Linked DNA regions of Anas platyrhynchos: region 1 is linked to region 2. The links are chromatin contacts, called in public Hi-C maps. All regions are on one chromosome and are shown on one strand. The core of a region is the stretch at or near the end of the contact, and the rest is flanking DNA. Distances in the headings are between cores, read along the strand shown.

What was found. Hi-C and Micro-C count contacts between places; a contact is called where the count stands out from the background.
Region 1: a contact with region 2 is called in a Hi-C map of F1 follicle, with 2.2 times the contacts expected there. The contact joins the enhancer-like site here to the promoter of SCN3B in region 2. A contact is called at or near these places in 4 of 8 Hi-C or Micro-C datasets (F1 follicle, liver, skeletal muscle and 1 more).

The regions. Positions count from the first base shown.
Region 1 is chr25:7,905,993-7,911,461 of IASCAAS_PekinDuck_T2T, forward strand. LOC101804044 reads right to left here. Exons shown (of 63, transcript XM_072027710.1): 26 at 5,453-5,469; 27 at 5,181-5,372; 28 at 3,271-3,420; 29 at 3,024-3,127; 30 at 2,311-2,528; 31 at 629-849; 32 at 293-439. Among named protein-coding and RNA genes, the nearest start is that of C2CD2L, 34 kb to the right of the region's middle. Within about 2 kb of position 2,494, at least 1 of the 8 cell types and tissues checked has an H3K27ac peak or open chromatin away from gene starts, as enhancers often do.
Region 2 is chr25:7,822,658-7,828,208 of IASCAAS_PekinDuck_T2T, forward strand. SCN3B (sodium voltage-gated channel beta subunit 3) reads right to left here and starts at 1,594. Exons shown (of 7, transcript XM_038167529.2): 1 at 1,391-1,594; 2 at 846-1,034. The coding sequence starts at 900.

The DNA.
Region 1 (5,469 bases), core at 1,244-3,743, 84 kb after region 2:
GGGAGGAGTGGTATTTAGGACAGAAGGGAGACCTGTAAAAACATTACAAACAAGGAAAGAGGGAAAGCAGAGAAAAACTGAGGGACAGTAAGGAAAGTAATGCAGGAGGAGACCGAACACCCAGAACAAATGCTCAATTAAAAGAATGAAACAGAGAAATGCCTGATAGGAACAGGCAGGATATGAGAGCACCCTCCACTACTACCTCTATTCTCTGAGATATGATTTCTACTTCCCTGGATTCCTTCAGCCCTGAATCTGTGACCCCCCTGGTGCTATTAATCAGACTCACCATCAGGTTCCCAGTTAGCATCTCCTCTGCAGTACCTCCCCACAGGACACAGCTTACAGGCAGCGAGGGCCAGGGCCCCCTCCAAGGCGTTCAGTGTCCCCTCGGGGCAGGGCAGGGGAGCAGCAGTCCCCGCTGGACAATAGTAACCTGTGCATGGAGAGGTGAATGAAAACTGCTCAGAAAAGAAAGGAGCAAGTGGGAATGCTGACCTTGCTCTGGTTATTGGCAAATATGGCATTCCCTGGGGTGAACCACTGCTATGGGCAGGCAGAAAGAGGTGTGTGTGATTGTTCTGATTGCATGAGAAGGGTTTTGCTGCACTCGTGTGCTGCTTACCTCTGGGGCAGCTGAGTGGCTCCACGGTGGCAGCACTGCTGCAGGCCATCCCAGCTGGGCAGGGGAGGCAGACACTCGCCCCAGGCATAGGGCTGAACGAGCCAGGCTCACAGGGCAGCTCTACCCCAGTGCCAGCAGGACAGTAGAAGCCACTGGGACATCTGTATCCATGAACCCCATCCGAAGGGCAGGGAGCAGAGCTTCCTTCCAGGCAAACGTACCTACAAGGAGAGAATTCAGTCCTGAAACACCAGGCTCACAGCCCTGCTCATAGATCACAGCTGTGGGAGGCACTAACCAAAATCCAAGGGTCTGCAATGCTAAGAAACATCCCTTTAAAAATACATTTTATTTCAGTTTGGCTAACAACTGTTCCTCCCCTACCCCAACCCTGCAGCTGTAATTTACTGCCCACCTGAAAAGCCTAGTAAAAAGGTTTTGTTTGGTTGGTTGGTTTTGGTTTTCTTTCTAAGCTGTCTGGAAAGTCTTCTCATTCTGGAAGAAAAAGACTTTAACAATTAAGGTTTCTATTTTATTTCAAAACACAGGGCCCAAGTATTCAGTTCGCACTGTTTTTCCTTTGTCTCCTTTTATCTTTGATCTTCTTGTAGGTCTCTGCCTTGATGTCATCTATTTCTGCATTGACTCTTCCCTTTACCACTCCTCTGCCACATACTCACAATAAGTAAAGATGAGGAAATATTTAAAAAATATTATGGCTTCCAGAAGCTAAGCTACAAGAAAATGAGAGCCATGGTCCTACTGTATGCTGCAGATGCAGTTTCTAAAGAAGAAACAATTCCTAGCCCTTAAGACAATGACTGAGTGTAAAAGGAACAGCGTTAAGCAGAACAGCAGAGCTGCCTGTCATCTGTTTCCCCACAAGCAAGACCCACTTCTTCCTGAAGTTAAAGGAATTCCTATGAAGGTTTAACATTTAACCAGGATGTGGTAAACACCTCTTTTTCCCAGGAAGTTTGGTCCTGTGACTATTATTTCAGTTCTTCCAAATGTAGCCCTTTAACTTTAGGAAGTTACTTCTAATCTGAGTTTAGTTTCAGCTTCTAGCCAGATTAAAACTGCGTTATGATTTTCTCTAGTAGATCGAAGGGCTGTCTGCTATCACAAATCTTTCCCTACTAAATCCTGTTACACCACGCTGAAATCACTTCTAAGCTGCTCTTTCGCAGATTAAATGAACCGAGCTTCTGCAGCCTCCTGCTCCAAGGCGTACTGGTGAGATGGACAAATGCTAACAGCACTTTTCTGCTTGCCTTACGCAGGCCAGGACTGCTGGCTTGCCAGTGGTTATTGCACCACCTCGTGGGAAAGGAGATAAAACACAGAACAGGGAAAAGGATGCCCAGCTCAAATGCTCACCAAGTGTAATTTTGAGGCTAAATAATGGGTTTGTAATAAACTGAACCTATGGGAAAAACAGTAAAAGACCATGTATAAGGCTGGGACAGAATGTGAGGCAAACGTAGAGGGAGAAGGAATAGCTTTGAGGCCATTCAGTGAGATCACAAGCAGATGCTGTATGGCCAACCTGGAGGGTTAAAAACAAAGTCTTTGCAGTTAATTAATCTTGAGTATAAATATTTGCACACAAGAGACTGCTTTATCCTACAGTAATGCCATCAGCTGCATTTTCCCACTAACAAGTGACTTTCTCACCGCACCCTGCATTACACAGCGACGTCTGAGCCAGATCAAACAATCCTGCCCCACTGCAATACCGTCCTGCTGGGCAGGGCTGGCACTGCTCTTCTGCCTCCAGGCCTGGGACAGCAGAGAAGGATCCAGGAGGACAGGGCAGGGGATACCCTGTACCACTGGGGCAGAAATGCCCGACAGGACAGATGTCATTACCAGGCACACTTAGGCCAGCAGATTCTACCTGTGTAAGAAAAAAAAGAGAAAACAGAGAAAGAAAGGAAAAATATTATTGAAACTAAAATTGGCACCAAATACTACAGAGATAGGTTCTGGAAAGGTTATGTATGAGCTGAGTCTTGCAAGATTTCTGCCACTGAAACTTCATGAAGACACAGCTGGCATAAAAAGGTCACTGGAAGTGTTGGCTGCTGAGCCATGGCTATCTGATCACTGATGCCATCGTTTGGAAGAGACCTTTGCACACTGCAGTACAATCTACAGAAATGGAGATCTGGCCAGAAGTTGTTAGCAGGCAGCTCCATGTTCCAGCAGATGATAAGAGCAGAACATTAGGCGACCTGGGGAGCTCTCAAGGGCAGCAGTAGCAGGCAAGAGTAACTCTATAGAGAGCAGTAATACTTGGAAAACATTACACTAGAAGCTATAAGATTGTGACAGTCCAGTCCTTGTCCCCAGGAAGCTAGGCTTACTGTGCTGCTGCCCAGCACTCACTCACCCTGTGTTTGAAGGGCGCTGGGCTGGTGGCTCCGCTGGCACAGTGATAACCTGAGTAGCAAAATCCAGAAGGCTGGGACAGACCTGGTGCTGAGCAATACATGCCTAAAATGAACAGAAAAGCAATCTCCATGAGATGGCCTGCACAGAAGACTGGTGGAGGAGTCAGTAACATGAAGGGAGAAGACACAATTTCCTGAACTATTCCATGTATTCCCCTGAGTTTCTCTTGCCACGTCCCTGCTTACCTGCTGGGCAGGGCTCACAGTCAGAGCTGCTAGTGGCACCAGCCCTGGGGCCAAAAGTTCCCTTCGGACACGGATGCTGTGCACTGAAGTTGGTACCTGGCAGACAGAAGTACCCAGCAGGGCACAGCTCAGGAGTATGTGCTCCAGAACCTACGACACAAAGGAGAGCATCTTGCTCAGGAAATATTACTAGACATGACAGGCAATGTCATTCTCTATCAACATATTCAGTCTTCCTCCTCCTATCTTAGTACAGGACATGGGATTCATCATGTGTATTCTGATGCAGTTGTTCAGATTCCTGTTGCGGTAATTGGAGAGAAACAGCACTTACAGAGGAACTGCGCTTCAAGTGCGATTCATCTCACCCTAAGGCAGACATCTAAAATAAGAAGGATGAATTGCACCCCAGATGTGCCTCTTTCTTTCCACTGACTACAGAGGGAGGACAAAAATCTAGCTCAGATTCAGATGTCTACAAAGGAGCGGTCTTAAGTTTTATTAGAGTAATCCCATCCAGGGGGTAGAACCATGCCCATGCAGTTATATTTCTTGTGTTCCTTGTTGCATGCTTGAGCTGCCAGACAGGAATAGCTTCATTGTATTTTCCTGGGCACTGAGTTTCTCTCCCCGCAGAGAGAAGGATTTGGCTTCAGCTTACTCTTTCAACGACAGCCTCAGAGTCTTAGAAATCTGTTTTGGCTTCCGTCCTTGGCAGAATCTGATGCATCTGCCTGCCCAGTCCAATCCACGTAACACTTAGCAGAACCTTAACAGAAGTAAGGAAGCTACAGCACTCAAAATCCTTTTTGTCCCACTAAGTCTCACAGAAAGACTCGGCCCTTAGTGACATGGGATCCCTTTTTATCACAACACACAGCTCCCTCGCATTTGTTAGGCTGTTCACAGGCAGAGTTTGTGCAAGTCCTTCCTCTCTCCTGTAACTGGTAGATCCTGTTGCCGCATGGCACAGGAAAGGCAGATGTGGGGGGGCAATAAAAGTCACATAGGCAGCAGTAGGGAATGGGATTAATAGCCAGGTGGACAGTATCAGCCCACAGAACACGGTTGTTTGGAAGTGATTTTTCCCAGTCCTACAACCAGAAAAGCAAAGTCTTTAACCATCCTTTACTGATCGAAGACAACAGGAAACCTTCATCTCTTGAGAGAACAAGCTCCTTCAGCATACACCCTTAACAGGCATCAGAAAGCAAGAATTCTCTGAAGTTCAGCCTCAGACAAAGAACATCTTAGCAGACAGGAAAGTCAATTCTGATTTATATGCCTGCAGGAAATTATATGCCTGCAGGAAACATGGGCTTCCAGTTAAAATGCTCAATCTTAATTTTGCAAATCTCAGTTGTGGTTCCAGCTCTGCTATAAACTTGTGTAAGCTCGGTCAAGCCATTTCCTCTCTATCGCTTCTGTTTCCTACCTGAAAAAGGAAAAGCCTCTTTGCCTCATGGAAGGGGCAGGTGAACTTAAACTACCAGAGTGACCTCCAATAAACATATTGCACAGACAGATTGGGAGAACCTCTGAGAAGGAGCAGCTGTCTCAGAGCAGAGCCCCTGGCTGCTAGCCAGTACCAAGGACCTGCCTGCCTGGTTATTTTCTTTCCCTGAGGGGATGACTATATATAAGGCATCTAGAAAGGGTGTCTGAGCCAAGGAACAAAGAAGGTATAAAGAAGGAACAAAGAAGGTCTGGGTAACCTGAGACTGCTGCAGAGAACCCAACAGAAACGTTGGAAGAGAAATGGTTTAGGGCATTTATACCTGGTACACGTCCTGCAGAAACCTTCATTAACCTAAGAAAATATTGTAAACGATAAACTTGTAGTGGGTACTTAACTCATCTCACTTTACGTTGTGTAACCCCAGGTCTCAGGTACACCAGCAGACACTCACCACTACAGAAATACCCAGCAGGGCAGAGCTGGCAGTCTCTTGAGTGCCATTTTCCACTGTCAGCGTTGAAGTGCCCGGGGCTGCAAGGGACTGGGGATTCGGAGCCTTCAGGACAGTAGGAGCCAGGGGGGCACTGCTTATGATCCGGCTGCGTAGATCCAGCATCACAGAAATAGCCAGCATAACACAATCCTGCAAGAAAGCAAAGATTCAGCATTAGGGTTAAGCATAATACTAAAACCAAAAAGATGTTAGATGCACGTGATACACACCAGAAACACTGGTCAGG
Region 2 (5,551 bases), core at 344-2,843:
ATCCCTGCTGACATTTGTCCCCTGGGCTAAACAATGCTGGGTTACGTCTGTCCAAACCTGTCTCCAAAGCCTAGAGTATAGATGAGTGAAGATGCTGATTTTGCTAGCTGCTCCCTTCCTCCCCAGCCTCTGAGATCCCATTAACCCCCACACTCCTGAGCACTGAATTATCCCGGGACTTATCCTGGGGAACAGCCGGATTCCACTTCTCCCATACTACCAGCTCCGTGGGTAGCAACAGCTTTCCAGGAGAAAGGAAAAAAAAAAAAAAAAACTGGCTCATGCTTTATTCCATTTCAATTAAATATGTACACCCACATCCACACACACGTACACAGAGCTGTAGGTATACGTGCAGATTACATTTAGCTGTATTTGCAAAACCAGCAAACCTTTGCTGGGTTTCAGAGGAAAAACTGGAACTGCAATAAAAGCTACACGTTTCCTCCAGTTTACACAGCCTGCATGGCCAACTAGCACTAACGCACCGCATTTTGGTTTGCACAACCTCTCTAAGGAAACTACATGTTAAATTACATTGCAAATTTGAGAACAAAAGCAAACGGGAAACAGTAAGGAACTTGCATGCATATAAAGCACACGTTTTCTGCAGTAAGCCCACTTAGCGAGAACGCATTTTCTTTGTTCACATTAACTCCATTACGTCCATAGTAACTCTCTAAACGTTATTTCCTTCTCCTCTTGTAAACAAAACTAAAATCCACTCTGAAGGCTGGGCTCCGCGGCAGCCTCAGAGAAACCCTGCTGGGAAAAGGAGCATCCTCCGGGAAAGAAGCAGAGGATTTGGAGGCGAACCCGAGGATGACAAGGAAAGGAGCACCTACCCCAGACCACCAGCACGGCCGAGGACACCCACAGCAGCCGAGGCAGCGCAGCCATTGTCGGGAGCGAGGAGCGGCTCCCAGCAGCTCCCAGTAGATCCCAGCAGCTCCCAGTAGATCCCAGGCTCTGGCAGGAAAACCGGGCTCCTCTCGCCGCCTCGTCCCCGGTGCAACAGGATGCCTGTGGCGAGCCTGGAGGAGAGAGCTCAGGGTGGGAGGATGCTGCTGAGCGCTCCCGGCTCCTCGGGTGGCGCTTTCCCCGCGGGGTGGGACCCACGGCCCGGCGGCAGCACCACGGACAGGGCCGGGGCAGGAGCCAGCAGCAGGTGGCCGCTGCGCCCTCCGGCCACCCCCGCAGCCTCCCCTGGCTGGAAAAAAAGGCTTGTGCCGAGCCCTGCCTAGCCCGGGCGGGGGGCCCGGCTCTCGGCAAGCATGCGCGGCTTGGGTAGAGCCGGAGGGAGGATGTTAGCGACCTATAGCATCACTTATCCGGCCTCCGAAATAAATCCGGATGGAGGGAGGGAGAGAGGGAGGAGGGGGGGAGTTACCCGTGCGAGGTCACCCAAAGGCCTCCGCCTCTAATGAGGTTAATATTAACGTTTGTACGGCTCTGAAGGTCGCAGTTGGAAATACTGGGAAATCCTCTCTCCTCATGTTCCAGTCTGGTTCCCTGGGGGTCGATGCCAGCGGCAGGCTGGGCTTTCTCTTCTTGGCCTGGAGCCACCGCGCCCAGAAGGGCTTCTCCAACTTTGAAGGTCACCGTGGACTGAGAGGGAGAAATGAAGTGCTTGTTAAACGTGCTCCCTCTTTTTAAAGCGTCTGCTCCGACGGCAGCTCAATAAACAGCACAGTCTATTGAATTAAACCTAACCCATCCCATCAGACGACATGTGAGCAACTTCCAGTGCCAAAAGCCAGAAGCAAGTGCTGGACACGGGCAGCGTGCAGACGGTCAGACTCACCCGAACAGAAAAAACTGCAGGCAGCAGAGAGCCCCAGCTCCGAGCCCGTCAGCCGGACGTTTACTCTCAGTAGGGCACAACACTACTGAGGTCCAGACCTGCCTGGTGCTGGGGGCTCGGTGCTGAGGGCACACGCGTGCAATCTGGTCCCTGTGCTGCATAAGCGAAGCAGGCACAGAACAAAGACAGCGAATGCTTTTCCTAGACATCATCTCATCAGGTTCATGGCAACTGCCTCCACAGCACCCGCTAACCCCTCCTGCAACTCCCTTGCATGCTGCATTTCTGCTTTGGCAGAGTGACACGAGGCACGCCAGGGTCCAAGAGGCACCCGCATCTCCCAGGCACCAAACCACAAATGCACAGGAAGAGAACATCAGGTGCACGAAGAGCCATGCAACAAGTCCAGGGAATTCCTAGCTAAGGACATCTTTCCAGCTCCTTGCTCTGCTCCGTTATTACCCCCTGGACACGTTGTGCTCTGCCTGGTTCCAAACCACAGCTGGCTGGGAGCAGTGAAACCTTTGCAGCCCTGAAGTATTACAGCAGCAACTGACCGGTTGTTTTCTCCTGTCGCCCCGTGCTGTGTTCACAGCTCAACAAAAGGAAGGGCAGACAAAGCCATGGGATTTGCTCCTAATTTTTCTGGAACAATCCAGCCTGTGCGTGGCGGATGAGTGCCGATGGAGGGGTTTTTTATAGACACAGGAACTACTGAACAATGTCCGTGGCTATCTCATTTGACAACCACCTGTTTCATGAAGCGGGGTGGAAATCACATCTGTTCTCAGGAAGCCAGGTGCACTGCCAGCAAGCACAGGGCACGGATCAGCAGAGTTGTACTGCGTGTGCTACGGCTGCTCTAGTTACATCTGTCATGGAGAATCCTGCCAGGGACAATAGGGGCTGGAACTGCAGGCTTACGAGGAGGCAGCGGCTCTGTCATTTGGTCAGCAGCCATTAACTGACCCTTCATCATTTTTTCTCCTTTCTTAGCACAGCCCTGCTCTCAGGTGCCTCAGGGCACCAGCAAGAAACAGAAGCCTTTCCTCCTCTAACCCCAGGGACTCCAGAACTCATCTGTCAACCAATTTAAATTACAGTAACAAACGAATATCCTTAATGAGTTTGTCCCTCAGAATCACTCGTGTACAGACCTCAAGCACTGCGCACTACCCATCCTGGTGAGACTGGAGCTCTAATTCCTATTTAAAGGAGACAAACTGTACCCAGAGATGAAAATCTGGTGAAACTGGGTTTGGATTTGGGTGGATTGTAACACAAAAAGTCATAGGCTAGAGACGTACATGGAGACCACACCCTCTCTCACCTGGCTGTGAACTTTATTCCTTCACCTAAAGCGTGCTTAGTATACTACAGACAAAACCAAAGGTAATTCAAAATAAATGCTTTTAGTCAGTCCAGTTTATTAAACTGCTAGAACGTGTTCCTTGGACTTTTTTTTCAGCCATACTGCATGTTTTGAGAATGAAAGGATAAGATACTTTCACTCTTACTGCGATCTGGGCTTAGCTGGGAACCGCTCCAACATCTCCACGTGCCTGTCTTGAGCAGACAAGAAACACTGCCCAGACCTCCTCAGAAAAACCTGCAAATACATGGGATGTCGTACTGCAAGCCTCTTTGAATTTTCCGTGCTGTGAAAGGGGTGGAGAGCACGGATCCTCCACAACCCACCCAAGCCAGGGATGCGCAGCTTCTCCTTCCTGCCCTGATGCTTCCAGAGGGCAGGTTGGGGACAGGGTGCAGGGTCCTCAGCACCACAAAGCCCTCAGCCATTTTGCTGCTGCAGGGGAAATGCTGAAGGGGACTGAACGGTGAGGGAGAAATCTCTCTGCAAGAGGCAGCCCAACTCACCGTGCAGGAGTTGCTATGGCAACCCACCCAGTTAATGCTTCACAGGCAAAAAAAAAAAAAAAAGAAAAAAAAAAAGGAAAAAAAAGGCTGGCACTTTTGCACAGGCACAACAAGACGAGGAGATAAAAATAAATTCAGCACCCCTGCCCCCACTAATCCTTCACTCTTATGGTCTCCGAGCCAGGCTACAGGAGTGGGAACACAAAACCTGCATCTCTGGGCTCCGTGTGACAGCCATCACGGCAGCTCCCTCTCCCACCGCAGTCACATCAGCTCCCGTCAGTGCACATCTCTTCGCCGTGCAGCTACACATCAGCAAAGCTCGTTCCTTGCACAGCCTCTCCTGTCTGGCAGGAGCCAACACAGACCCACCCCGGCATCACTCGCTCCCAGTCAGCCGTCCCAGCCTCTGTGCAGTGAGCCAAGAGCAGCAGTGCAAGCTCCCGATGCACAACAAGTGCTGGGGGAAGGAGCACAAAAAGCGAGGGATCTCCCTTCACACTTGCTCACTGCTGCTCCCCGAGAGCAGCCTCGAGCTGGTACCAAACTAGGAATGGTTTGCAGCAAAGTCACACACGATAACGCTGATAAGACTGATTTAAAAATGTTGAATTAGATGAAGGCACCCTACCCTAGCACTTTAAAACACATTCTACAGGAATCCAGTGTAAGGGCAGACTTCTCTAGTTGTCTTTACAGGACAACTTTAATTCTCTCTTTATGCCACACAAGATTTTAAATGTATTCTCCACGTACGTACTGACACCTGGCCCCAGTTACTGTAAGCAGCAGACAGTGATACTCACTCCTTGTACACCTTATTTCCTGACCTGCATTTCCAGGCGATGCAGAGCTCCCAGTGCAGTTCAGGTGCACCCAGCCCCAGCAGCGTGCTCCTCCCGGACCCTCACCCCACACACCAGGGAGGTCCCTGTCAGTGCTTTCACAGCACAGGTACCCAGAGGAACTGTGCAGCCTGACCTGCTCTCTGTTATAAACATCTGCCTGCATTTGCTTTCCAGCCCTTTTTTCTGATCTATTTCCCCGTGGATGTAACAGATTCGGGTTCCCAACACACACACCCCTGCAATTCCTGACAGCTATGCTCCATACTAAATAACCACTCCATTTTCTGTCCTGTACATGCTGCAAAACATCTTTCCAACATATAGGACTGTGCATGTTCTTGATTTACTACTACTCACAGAGCTTTATGTAGGTCTGTTTGCGCCTGCAGAAGAGACCTGCTGATTTCCGAGGCCTCTGGATGGGCAATATTCTGGCCCTTTAACACCAGCTGCTTTCCCTTTCTCTTTTCAGTAAGACACACAAGACCCAATCCCTTTGCCATCCTTACCTCCCAGAGAAAACACAGGCTGTTCAACACGCCTCTATTTATTGTTGGCTCTGAGAATTATTTTCTTTTCACGACAAAGAATGAGGAGGACAGGATACAGAGAGTCCTTCTCTCTGTAAACAAGAACCAACTGCTCTAGCAAGCTGGCTGCCTGAGCTGTTTGTGAGCCCAGAGTGGTGCTCCCTGTCAGAGAAATGCTTTCTCAAACCTACAACGGCATTGCATAAGCCAAAGCCTGCGCATGCACAGAGGGCTGGCAGGGTCTGGGGACTTGGATCCCTTTAAGCAGCAGGTGCACTCTGAGGGCTGGGCTGAAAATTGCCCTCTCTGTCTGAGAAATTGGCACTGAGAGACATTCCTGCACATTGCTAACTCCGTGGTCAGCAACTAAATAAACATTTTTTCAGACCTTTAGTGCAAGCCATATTTGGAAGCGTGTTACGGTGAACATCCTGGAAATTCTAAGCCCTGGTGTTGCTCCAGGTACTTTTGAGATATTGTTTTCTGAGACT